Regions from separate parts of the Mus musculus genome. Here regions 2 and 3 are each linked to region 1. A link is a contact called in public Hi-C and promoter capture Hi-C data. All regions are on one chromosome and are shown on one strand. The core of a region is the stretch at or near the end of the contact, and the rest is flanking DNA. Distances in the headings are between cores, read along the strand shown. Region 1 holds the start of Foxd2 (forkhead box D2). Region 2 holds the start of Pik3r3 (phosphoinositide-3-kinase regulatory subunit 3). Region 3 has its middle 15 kb from the start of Dmbx1.

Region 1 (3,613 bases), core at 517-3,016:
AAACCTATTGCGTAGATCAGGGAGGCCAGGGAGCCCGCTTCGTCCCAACTGCCGGTGACATTCTGAGCTTGCAGCTTGAAGTGCCCGATAACGCGCGACGGCCTAGGTCTGGAGACTCTTCATAAATAGACTCCCTGAATTCCGCTGGGACCGGCCGAGCTCCCCAGAGAGGTTAAGGAGTGAGGGCCTAACTGGCCCGAGCCCGGTGCGGTCAAAAGTGGCAGCCACTGAGGCCCGCGACTTTGCTGGCAAACGAGGGCCCTGAAGACAGGAGTGAGTCCCCTGGGTGCGAGAGGCGGATGTGGCCAGCCACCGGAGTCAGGGCCGGGGCAGTCAGCATGGCCAAGACTTGGGCTTGACCCCCAGGACCTGCGGCTGCGGCGAATGGCGATCCCGGAGAACCGTCGCCGCTGCCCGGGGGTGCGGCCCCGCCACCACCGTGGCCCATGATGTGGTCTATAGAAAAGGAAGGCCTCTGGCCTGTCCCCGCGCCCCCGCCACCCGCACCACCGCCGGCGTCCGTCTTGAGGCCCTGACGCAGGAGTGCAGTGGACAGGCTAGCCGCTGTGCCAGCTGCGGGGGGACTCAAGGACGCGGGGTAGAAAGCCTTGGCGCAACCCAGCTCTGCGCCTAGGAAGGCAGGCAGCCCTGCGGGGCTCGGGCCAGATCCCGGGGCAGGCGCAGGGGCCGGCGCCGAGGCCGCGCTTGCGAAGACCGAGGCCGTCGGAGGTCCGGGAGGAGGCGCCGCGGCGCGGCCCGGGGGAACTGACAGCTGGCAAGGCGCGGTGGCGGCGAAGGCGAAGGCGTGCGGGTGCGGATGCGGGTGTGGGGCCGGGCCCGGTGGAGGTGCACCGTAGGCCGGGAGCGCCAGCCCGTAGCCGTAGCCGTAAGCGCCGTAAGCGGCGAAGCTCGAGAGGAAGGCGCCAGGGTCCCCGGCCGCGGCAGCCCCGCCACGCAACAGCAGCTCCGGGTGAGGATGCGGGTGTGGATGCGGTGGCGGCAGAGGCTGCCGCTTGAAGCGCTTGCGGCGCCGCAGGAAACTGCCGTTGTCGAACATGTCGGCCGACTCCGGGTCGAGCGTCCAGTAGTTGCCCTTGCCCGGGTTGCCCGGCTCGCGGGGGATCTTAACGAAGCAGTCGTTGAGGGAGAGGTTGTGGCGGATGCTATTCTGCCAGGCAGGGAACTTCTCCCGGTAGTAGGGGAAGCGGCCGCTGATGAACTCGCAGATCTCGCTCAGCGTCAGGCGCTTCTTGGGGCTCTGCAGGATGGCCATGGTGATGAGGGCGATGTACGAATAAGGTGGTTTCACCAGAGGGCTCCGTGTCGCCGCGCCCCCCGACGGCGGCCCGGGTCCCGGCCCCGGCCCCGTTGCGCCTCGGGCTGCCTGCACGCCGGGCCCCGGGCTTCCCGCTGCGGCCGCCGCCCCCCGGGGCGCTAGAGCGCGGGGCTCGCAGTCAGAGCAACCTCCCGACTCTTCCTCGTCCTCAGCCACGTCCGCCTCGGCTTCCTCCGGGGGAGGCTCGTGGCCGTGAGGGAGCACGTCCCGAGGGGCGCGGGGCCCGGAGCGGGCTGTGAGCTCCCCCCCACCGCTGCCGCCGCCCACCACGTCTATGTCTGCGTCGGGCTCAGACAGCGCGGCCGGGGAGCTCTCGGAGGACATGATCTCGCAGCAGCAGCTGCCCAGGGTCATGGTGCCGCCGCCGCCGCCGCCGCCTCCTCCGCCGCCTCCTCCGCCGCCGCTCTCCGGCTCCGCTCGGCCCGCGGCTCCGGCTCCGCCGTGCTGCCTCTCCGACCAGTGTGTTTTGCGCGCGGGCGGGGAGGGGGCGGAGGACAGGGAGGGGATGTCCCCTAGCTCCTCAGCGCCCCCTGGTGTTGAAACTCTAGGACTTTCACCCTGCAGGGCGCACCCAACCGGTGCTGCCCCGGGACTAGAAAACCAGGCACTGGAGAAGAGCAGTAAAGCAGCCCGTTACTCGGTCGAATCTGGGCTTCTGGGCCCCTAGACACATAAGTGGGGCTTCAGGAGATTAGTCCCTCCCGCCTGGTGGCAGCCTAAGGCGGAAGAACTGTGGGCCCGGGGCGGAGCTCTCTGGGCAGGGTGGGGCGGGGAAGGAAGGGGGCGGGCAGAGGTCCTCTGCTCCCGGGCCCGGCGGGAACAAACTGCCGCGGTGGCGGGAGCTAGGCTCGCTTGGCTGGAGGCGGGTCATCCTTCTCCTCGCAGCTCCCGCAACCCCGTGGCTCCCTGGAGCCACCACCACCTTCAGTGCGCTCAGTTACTGGAAGTCAAAGCTTATGCCGGCGCAGCTGCATCTGGTGGTGGCAGTGGCTACAAACCTCCTCTCCTCATCTCCCCAAGGCGGCGCCCGGGCCACCCGGGCCGAAGCGCGGATGGATCGCCAGTGAGCCGAGATGGCCAGACCGACGCCGCGGACAAGGACCTACTGGAGGCTAAGGGAGTTCTGGAGGACAAGTGAAGAGAGTGATCCAGAGGAACAAACTCGGGCGCCGGAAGATCCTACTCAGATAGGTGAGAAATGTCTGCGGTGGTCCTCTCTTTCCCCTCCAAGGCCCTGGCCCTGCCACTGTCCCCAGGAAGACCGTCTGCTCTCACTCCTCTTAGTGATTCGTCTCCGCATTCGCCGCATTCTCCGCACACCCACAGGTCCTTAGCTTGGGTTTGCAGGATTGATTTTTTTTTTTTTTTTTTTTTTTTTGTCTCAGCATCTCAATCTTTATAATTGTCTCTCTTGACCCCCGTGCATATCCTGCGGAAACTGAGTTTTCCTGGATGTTTGTTCCTAAGTCTAACAATCCCGCTCTTAATTTCCGGATTTAGAGACTCTTACAACAGAACTCTCACGGAGATGTCCCCCCGAAGAAACTTAACCTCATCCCTGGGCCAGTGTTGCCCTTTTATCTGGGGACTTTCTCCACAGAAGGTTGGTCCAGTATGCTTTTTCTGCTAGCCAGATTCTTTTGCCCATCTTTATCCCTCTTCCCTACTCTTCCTCTAGGACCCAGAAACAAGTTGCTCAGGTTTATACTGAGCCCATTTCAACCTCTTGGGGCTGGAAGGGATTGGGAGAAGGTAAGAACTGGACAGAGGCTGGCTGTTGCCTCAACAGCGCCTCACAGTGGCCAAGGCTCCAGCATAGGGGGCCTCAATACCTGCTGTGCACTCCCAGCGCTCTGTGACCCTCCTTAGGTAACTTCCTTTCAGGGCCCTACTTTCCTGGTGTGCACCGCAGGATTAAGAGCAGGACCGGGGGACTTAAACTGCTGGGATCCCAATTTTGGTTTCACCAGTTTCCAGCTGTCTCACCTGGCTAATTTTAATCTTTTTGCCTGACTCTTCCTCTAAAATAAAATTTAAAACACCTACCTCAAGCCTGACACGATGGTTAGCCCTTGCTTAAGTAACTTCAGCATTCAGAATGCTGAGGCGGGAGGTTTGCTTCAAGTTCTAGGCCAGCCTGAGCTTCAGATGAGACCCTGACTCAGAATCAAGTAAGTAAATAAAGTAAGATGAATTTACCGTGTGACCAATATGTAAAGGTAGCCATCGAAGGCCACTGATTGCGTAGACTCTGGGTGCCCTATTCTCTGGGAGGGA
Region 2 (3,613 bases), core at 786-3,285, 1.3 Mb after region 1:
CACATACACACACACACACACACACACACACACACACACACACACACACACACACACCCTCCCCCCCCCCCCCTTTTTTGTTTTTTTCCAGATAGGATTTCCTTGTGTAGACCTGGCTACCTTGGAACTAACTCTGTAGACTAGGCTGGCCTCAGACTTAGTTTTTGAACTCAAGAGATCTGCTTGCCTCTCTCTCTAGAGTGCTGGGTCTAAAGGAATGAGCCACCGTGACTGGCTTAACTCAGAGCACTTTTAAGAAAAGGTAGAACCCAGCTGGGCAGTGGTGGCGCATGTCTTTAATCCCAACACTTGGGAGATAGAGACAGGCGGATTTCTGAGTTTGAGGCCAGCCTGGTCTACAGGGTGAGTTCCAGGATAGCCAGGGCTACACAGAGAAATCCTGTTTCAACAAAACAAAGCAAAACAAAAACCAAACAAAAACAAACAAACAAAAAAACAAAACAAGAAAGGCAGAACCCTTTAGGAGGTAGAGGATTAAAAGTGGAGACCCTTCTAGAGGCCAGTCAATACACAGAGCTACTGAGGATAGGTTTTGCTCAAGCTTAAATCAGGTTGTCAACTCAAACACAATGGGCTTTGTTACTCCAGTGTAAAGAGGAAACAGCCGTTTTGGCCTCCTCAGACTGTATTGTATGGCAGGATGGCAATTCTAGGCACAGGTTAGCTATTCAGGGTTCCCCAGCAAGTTAATTAGCTGTTTCTGAAATGCATGAAAATGTTCAGCATTTTTTCTGAAGCAAGTCTCAGAACTTTAAGCTTGGAAGGAGGGACCTGTGTGTTAGGAAGTGGGAAACAGAAAAGCGCCTTTTTGGTAGGGGAATGCAACACCTGTGACTTACCACAGAAAACACACAGACACTGTAATTTAAAAAATCTATTTAATTCTTATTTCTTTATTTTCTGATTTGAGTACTAGAACTGGAGGGCTCGATGAGATGCCTCACTCTTTGCTTGAGCGTAACTATGGGTTCTAAAGTCCTTCAGTGTGAAGCGGAGTAGCGGGGGGGGGGGGGGATGACTCCCCAAGGAACATTCAAGGTTCAGGTACCCTCAGGGAGTGTGTGTGTGGGGGGGGTGGGGTGGGGGACGATGGGGATCTTGTCTGGACAGAGAGTCCTGCAAGTGGGCTTGGCGACCTTTGCTGTATCTGATGATTTAACACCGGGGTAGGGGAGGGCGAACGCAGCAAGGTGAAGAGGTTTGTGAGGAGGAACTCTGCCCAGAGACTTCCAATGGAGCAGAAGAGTGTGCGCCCCGCCAAGTGACAGCACGCCCCGCTGCCGCCGCTCCCCTCCCCCCGCAGCTAGTCTCCAGGCAGAAGAGTCTCGCGCCAGCCCGTTCTCCCCCTCGTCACTCGTCCGGGAGGACCGAGCCACAGCGGGAAGCCCCGCCAGTCTCCGGGCAGCTTGAGCCCCCGAGCGCTCGCCCAGCCTGTCAGTAACCGCCGTTTGCGCCTTCTTTCTTTCTCCACACCCCCTCTTCTTCCTCCTCTTTTCTTTTCCCCTCTGCCTTTGTCCCGCTTAGTAACTGAGGTCCGACCAATCGCCGCCTTACCGGCCGGCGCCGGCTATCTCCTGATTGGCTCGCTTGGGGCGCGCAGCCGTCTCCGCTCCTCAGCTGGAGCAGGGCAGACAAAAGACGCAGGCTCGGGCTCCGGCAACCGGGCTCAGCCAATCACCATCCGCCCCCCACTCTTGGAGGAGCTCGCGTGCGCCCGGCTCCGACTCCTGGCGAGCGGCCAGCGCCCGGACTGTACCATTCTGAGCGAGGCTAGGGGGTAATGGCAAAGTCTGATTAAAGTGTCGAGTCTCGCAGGCTGACGGGGAGAGTTAAAAGTCGAAGCGGAGGGTGGTGGCAGTCTTCATTTCTTAGGCACTTGACAATCTTTGCAGTTAAGGTGCAAAGGAGTGGAAAGGACAGTCGAGCTACCGGCTCTTCCTCCTGTCCTGCCCGGTTGGTTGGCGCCTCAGCGGGGGTGGCAAGGGGGGAGGGCGGGGGAGGAGGTCCCCTCAGCGCAGTTAAAATGAAACTCTAGTGGTTGGAGCCAGGGCAGAGCGTGAGGGGAGCCGGCGCTGTCGTGGTTACCTTTACTACTCGGGCACAGTCGAGCTGACTGGACTCTCCAAGGGGTCGCCATCCCGAAGCTGCGGAAGCTTGGGTTCCCAGCCTGACGCGAATAGAGCCCGAGTCCCAATCCCAGAGGGAATCGCTCTCCGCAGACCAGTGGGACCCCGAAACTTGAACGCAAACCCCCTTTTCAAGCCTTTGTCACTTCCCCAGCTTTCTCCCAACGCGTTCTTTTTTCCCCCTTCCTCTCCATTCTCTCTTCTCCGAAGGACACAAAAGTGGCTTCCGCTGAAAGATTAGGAGGCGGTGGGAGCTTTTCCCTTTGGAGAGCGATTGTGTAGGAAGGATTTTCGGGAAGCTGCTTTTTAACACCACTGCTCTTTGCTTTCCGAGCTTCCCTGTAACCCTCTGAGGTAAAAACCCCGTAGCTTGAAAGTTCGGGGTATTTTGTTGGGTGCTTTAGGAGGAGAGAAGAGGAGGACCTTGTCCTCATCCTAGTAGTTTGGCTGGACTTGTACTGGCCGTTGGAAACCCCCAAGTACATTTCCGTGTGGAACTTTTGCAAATATATATTTAGATTTTAAATATCAGATAAAAGATATATATGCTTTTTATATATTTCCCGACGACCTGCCCCTGACAGCGCGATGTACAATACGGTGTGGAGTATGGACCGCGATGACGCAGACTGGAGGGAGGTGATGATGCCCTATTCGACAGAACTGATATTTTATATTGAAATGGATCCTCCAGGTATTTGAGAGCAAACTTGTTATTTTTATTATTTTTTAAAATTTTTGGATGGGTCTGATTTGTGCTTAACAAAACCCCGGTGACGTTTTCAGGCCAGAAGTATTCTTGGGTGCGCCAGGTTCGGGATGAGGGGTAGATTGCAGTTATAGCTGCAGTAAAACTGCTCTGGCTTACACCTTTAAAGTTTGCAGTTAGGACCCTGATCCCATTGTCCTGAGGGGGTGGGGGCGGGGGGACTGGAGTGGGAGGAAAGACCCGTTTTGGTTTGGCCTTTGCATGTCATTCAGGGTTTTGACGGCCCTCCACTTTTTTTTTTTTTTTTAATCAAGATTTCTGCTGGCAAGGGATGTATTATAATCCATGCTTGAAGAATTTCCCTTTGTGGCGATTCCTTAAAGCTTATACTTTAGTGCAGTTATCTGCTATGGTTCGTTGTTATTTTACCTTGGTTAACTTTAGAAACTGAGTTGCCTTTGTGATTATTCATTTTGAGACTCCGTGCTTCTCTCATAGAAACCAAATGCCGGTTAGTGATTTTCAGGGATTGTGCGTTCTTATTCATTCATGGCCTTAGTCTGAGGCTTTTTTTCTCCTATGCATATAGTTTCTTAGGTCTGCATGTAGTATTTTACTACTCGTTAATTAATTTATGGTGATTTAACTTAATTTGGGGGGTAGAATTGATATAATTTCGACTCTTAAAAATAAAGAATCTTTCTCTTTCCCGTGAATGGGATATATACATATCTGTGATAGGTTTCTATATATGTAC
Region 3 (3,613 bases), core at 478-2,977, 1.0 Mb after region 1:
AGAGATGGTCAGGCTGAATAGAGGCCTCACAAACTAAAAGCAAGAGTGGACGACAAGGCAAGGTGGCGTACAGCTTTAATCCCAGCACTTGGGATCCAGAGGCAGGTGGATCTCTGTGAGTTCAAAGGGCATTCTGGTCTACATATCAAGCTCCAGGACAGCCAGGACTACATAAATAAACCATGTCTCAAGACAAGCAAACACTAAACCTGGGTCAATGTGACCCATAGACTGTGGAATTGGAAGCAAAGAGAAGAGAGTCTAATGAAAGAAGGAAGAAGGGACACAGAGAGAAGAGCGTGCTGAACCAGACAGGTGAGGCTGGCAGGTGCTGGGAGGTGGGGAAAGGCAAGATGGGCGGGCACAAGTGAAGAGAGGAAGAAAGAAGCAGGGGCAGGGGGGCTGCAAAGGGAACAGAGGCCACCAAGGGGGCCCAGGAGACCGTGCCCCCTGCTGCCTTCTACCCACAGTCTACATCTATCCCTGCCCATAAGGCTCTATGTCCAGCCCTGAGGACTGCCAGCCCTGTGACTGATGGCCAGGCCCCTGCTGGGGGCACCGAGGGCAGCCACTCAGCAGAGGCAAACAGCTTGACCGTCTGTGGCCTCTGGACTCTGGGGCATGGTGGAAGCAGTGGGCAGAACAGATTGAGTTCGGCGTGATGCTTAGAAGCCCAGGCTTGGGGGAGGGGAGAGCTGGCTATGGCTCTTTCTTCCCCTTCCTGGATCAGCTAGTCCAACCTCTTCTTCTTCTGGCAAAGCTGGGCTTTAAGAAGTTCAGTCTTGCTGGCCTAGGTGCTCTGGCTTCCAACTTGTCAGACACCCTTCAGGATAGGACAGAGCCAGACAGGATAGGCCTTCTACCCTCTCACCCATTTGCCTGTCCCATAGAGCCAGGCCCAACACCACATTCTACATTTTGCTTCATTTTCTCCCATCCCCTTCAAGCTGTTTTCATGGACAGAAGAGAGGTGTTAACTTGACTCTATTGTATATCATCGAGCCCCAAATGCATGGCTTCCCAAAGCAATGAGCTATTAGAACTCCTCAGTCTCCTGAGGGGCTTCGTTTTCTCTTCAAATTTGGGGTCCAGTTTTGTTTGTTTGTTTGCTTGTTTGTTTGTTTGTTTGACAAGGGCTCATGGAGCCTGGGCTGGCCTTGAACTCACTATGTAGCTGATAATGACCTTGAACTCCTGGTGGTTCTAACCCAGGTACTGGGATATGGGTGTGTGCCACCTCTCCTAGCTCATCATCCTAAAAAGGACAGTTGAAGAGAGGGCAGGGCAAGGAGAAGCACTTAGGATGACAGTGTGTAGCTCTCCTAGGGTCTCAAAGCAACTGGACTGGGTTAGAATCCGACTATTCTGCATTCATGCATCCGGGGTTCTACCCACTATCTCCCCTGCCTCTTCTGTACCTTGTGGTTGGGCTCAGCCTTTTACTACCCTTCCATAAACACATTACACACAGGCCAACAGATCTGCAGCCATGAGGAACTGAGGTAGCCCAGGAAAACAGGCTTGAGACCTAACTTCCTCTCCAAACCCAGGGAAGCTGTCTTGTGGGTAGGTGACCTCTAGGCATCTCAGGATGCTGATACTGAGAAAAGCCAATCAGAACTCCCAAAGAGGAAACACTTAGCAAGCATCCCAGGGAGGAACTGAACAGCTTACTTTCAAGAGGCCGGAAAAGGGAGAGTGGGTGGGAGGACTGCTCCTTGGGGCTCCTTCCAGACCTGAAGCCCCAGGACCCATTGTTTTGGAAATGGAAAAATCACGTGCTCCCTGCTAGAAAGGACCCCACTCCCTCTTCCTCCCAGATCAGTGGTCAGAAGGCTAAAAGGCTAAATAAACTATTTTCTTGACCTTCCTCTAAGGTCTATGGTCCCCAAGGGAGCTTGATATCTGGACCCCAGCCCCAGCCCCACAAACTATTCCCCCCACCCCCACCAAGGCCTCCTCAGTGTCTGGCTGAGCGAGGATGGGACGACAAGGGGCCAGAAAGGGGGCTCATCAACATTTCCAGCAATGCTAATAGACTATCCTCGGCCACATCCTATTACTGCACACCCCCTCCCCAGCCCCCCAGCCTAGCTGGCCTGCGCCTCTCCTCGGCCCCGGGGACCAGGCATCAGATTGGAGTCAAGATTCCGAGAGTGTCATTTGCCGCCGTTGATGGTGCCGATAATAGGGATGGGCGGGCGGGCGGGGAGCCGCAGCGCAGAGGCGGATTCTCTATTAAGACTGCTGCTCAGTGCAGCAGCCAGAAAGAAGCAGGCAGGCCTGCGCTGGGCAGACAAGGCCAGCAGAGTTCCATAATGGGATGGGTGGCTTACCTATGGCATTGTCTGCACCGTTAGTGGGGACCACTCTTAGGAGCAGACATACTGGGCTTAGAGAGTGACAAAGGCCAGGAGAAGCAGGAAGAAACCGGGCAAGGCAAGCTCCAGCTGCCCCTGCAGCACTGTCTGCCTCCCTCTGTCCTTTTCACTACCCGGGACCCAAAGATCCTAGTTGATCAATAGAACAAGATATTTTTGCTCCCTCCTTGACTTCAGTCTTACTGAAAATCAGTCCTCCCAGAGGCCTAAAAAACCTGGAAGAGTGTGATCCTCCAACCAAAAAGCTGAGCTCAGCCACTACGTGTTTTTCAGGGTTTTGGGTTTTTTTCTTTTTTTTCATTTCTTTTCTTTTCTTTTCTTTTCCTTTCCTTTTCCTTTCCTTTCCTTTCCTTTCCTTTCCTTTCCTTTCCTTTCCTTTCCTTTCCTTTCTTTTCTTTCCTTTCCTTTCTTTTCTTTTCTTTCCCCAGAGTTTCACTAGGCAACCCAACCTGGCCTCAAACTCAAAATACTCCTGGCTCAGCCTCCCAGGTGCTGGGATTATAGGTGACAGTGAATGTTGTTCTTATGCCTTGCATACCACCATCACCTTCACCTCCTCCTTTAATGCCACCGACCGCCACCCAAGCCACCCTCATGGGCATCCCTAATCCCTGCAACCCAACCCTGTTTCTGCTTGTACACAGTGCTCACCATTGCTCTACCCAGCCAGCCAGTTCTATCATCACTATCATCACCATCTGATGTCTGATGAAGATCTTAGCCCTGAGAGTTCCTATGGTTCCTAGCTGTATTATCTTCTGAGCCTGTAGCATCATCACCTTTAGCATGGATATGGTATTAGCTACTGTAAGGGGCTTAGTAATTAAACAAGTCACTGTAAGGGGCTTAGTAATTAAACAAGTCACCACCTGTGAGCCGCTTAGAGCACTGCAGGGCACATGGTGCCCAAGCTTTCTTTTCTGTGCTGTTGTTTGTTTGTTTTTTTTTCTTTTTTCTTTTTCTCTTTCTTTCTTCCTTCCTTTCTTTCTTTCTTTCTTTCTTTCTTCTTTTTTTGTAGTAATTGGGATTAAACTCAGACCTTGCAACATAGCTAGTGCTTGTGCATTTGTGCATGTGTGCATGTGTGCATGTGTGCATGTGTGTGTTGTATACTTCTACGTACATCTGTCTTTTATGTAATATGCTCTTATGAAAGCCATAGAAAGACATCTAATATCTTCTTTTATCACTCTCCTGTGTACGCTTTGAGGATCTCTCACTGAACGTGGAAC

The links. Promoter capture Hi-C pulls out the DNA fragments that hold promoters and counts their contacts. Hi-C and Micro-C count contacts between places; a contact is called where the count stands out from the background.
Region 2: a promoter capture Hi-C map of pre-B cells shows a contact between it and region 1, with 2.6 times the contacts expected there. The contact joins the promoter of Pik3r3 here to the promoter of Foxd2 in region 1. A contact is called at or near these places in 2 of 39 promoter capture datasets (pre-B cells and second pharyngeal arch cranial neural crest).
Region 3: a Hi-C map of embryonic stem cells shows a contact between it and region 1, with 4 times the contacts expected there. The contact joins the enhancer-like site here to the promoter of Foxd2 in region 1. A contact is called at or near these places in 10 of 39 promoter capture datasets (cranial neural crest, embryonic stem cells, epiblast stem cells and 5 more), 1 of 15 datasets of contacts at CTCF or cohesin (stem cell-derived epiblast-like cells), 17 of 484 Hi-C or Micro-C datasets (B cells, embryonic cerebral cortex, embryonic stem cells and 4 more) and 5 of 115 datasets of contacts at active chromatin or transcription factors (embryonic hindbrain and embryonic stem cells).

What each region holds. Positions count from the first base shown.
Region 1 is chr4:114,907,132-114,910,744 of GRCm38.p6, forward strand. It overlaps Foxd2 (forkhead box D2), which reads right to left and starts at 1,767. Exons shown (of 1, transcript NM_008593.3): 1 at 1-1,767. The coding sequence starts at 1,690. The coding sequence ends at 212. It overlaps Foxd2os (forkhead box D2, opposite strand), which reads left to right and starts at 2,126. Exons shown (of 4, transcript NR_030721.2): 1 at 2,126-2,527.
Region 2 is chr4:116,219,573-116,223,185 of GRCm38.p6, forward strand. It overlaps Pik3r3 (phosphoinositide-3-kinase regulatory subunit 3), which reads left to right and starts at 2,036. Exons shown (of 10, transcript NM_181585.6): 1 at 2,036-2,841. The coding sequence starts at 2,736.
Region 3 is chr4:115,953,149-115,956,761 of GRCm38.p6, forward strand. No RefSeq gene overlaps it. Among named protein-coding and RNA genes, the nearest start is that of Dmbx1, 15 kb to the left of the region's middle. Within about 2 kb of position 1,728, at least 6 of the 459 cell types and tissues checked have an H3K27ac peak or open chromatin away from gene starts, as enhancers often do. A contact at or near this core is called in embryonic stem cells and epiblasts, where this site is marked.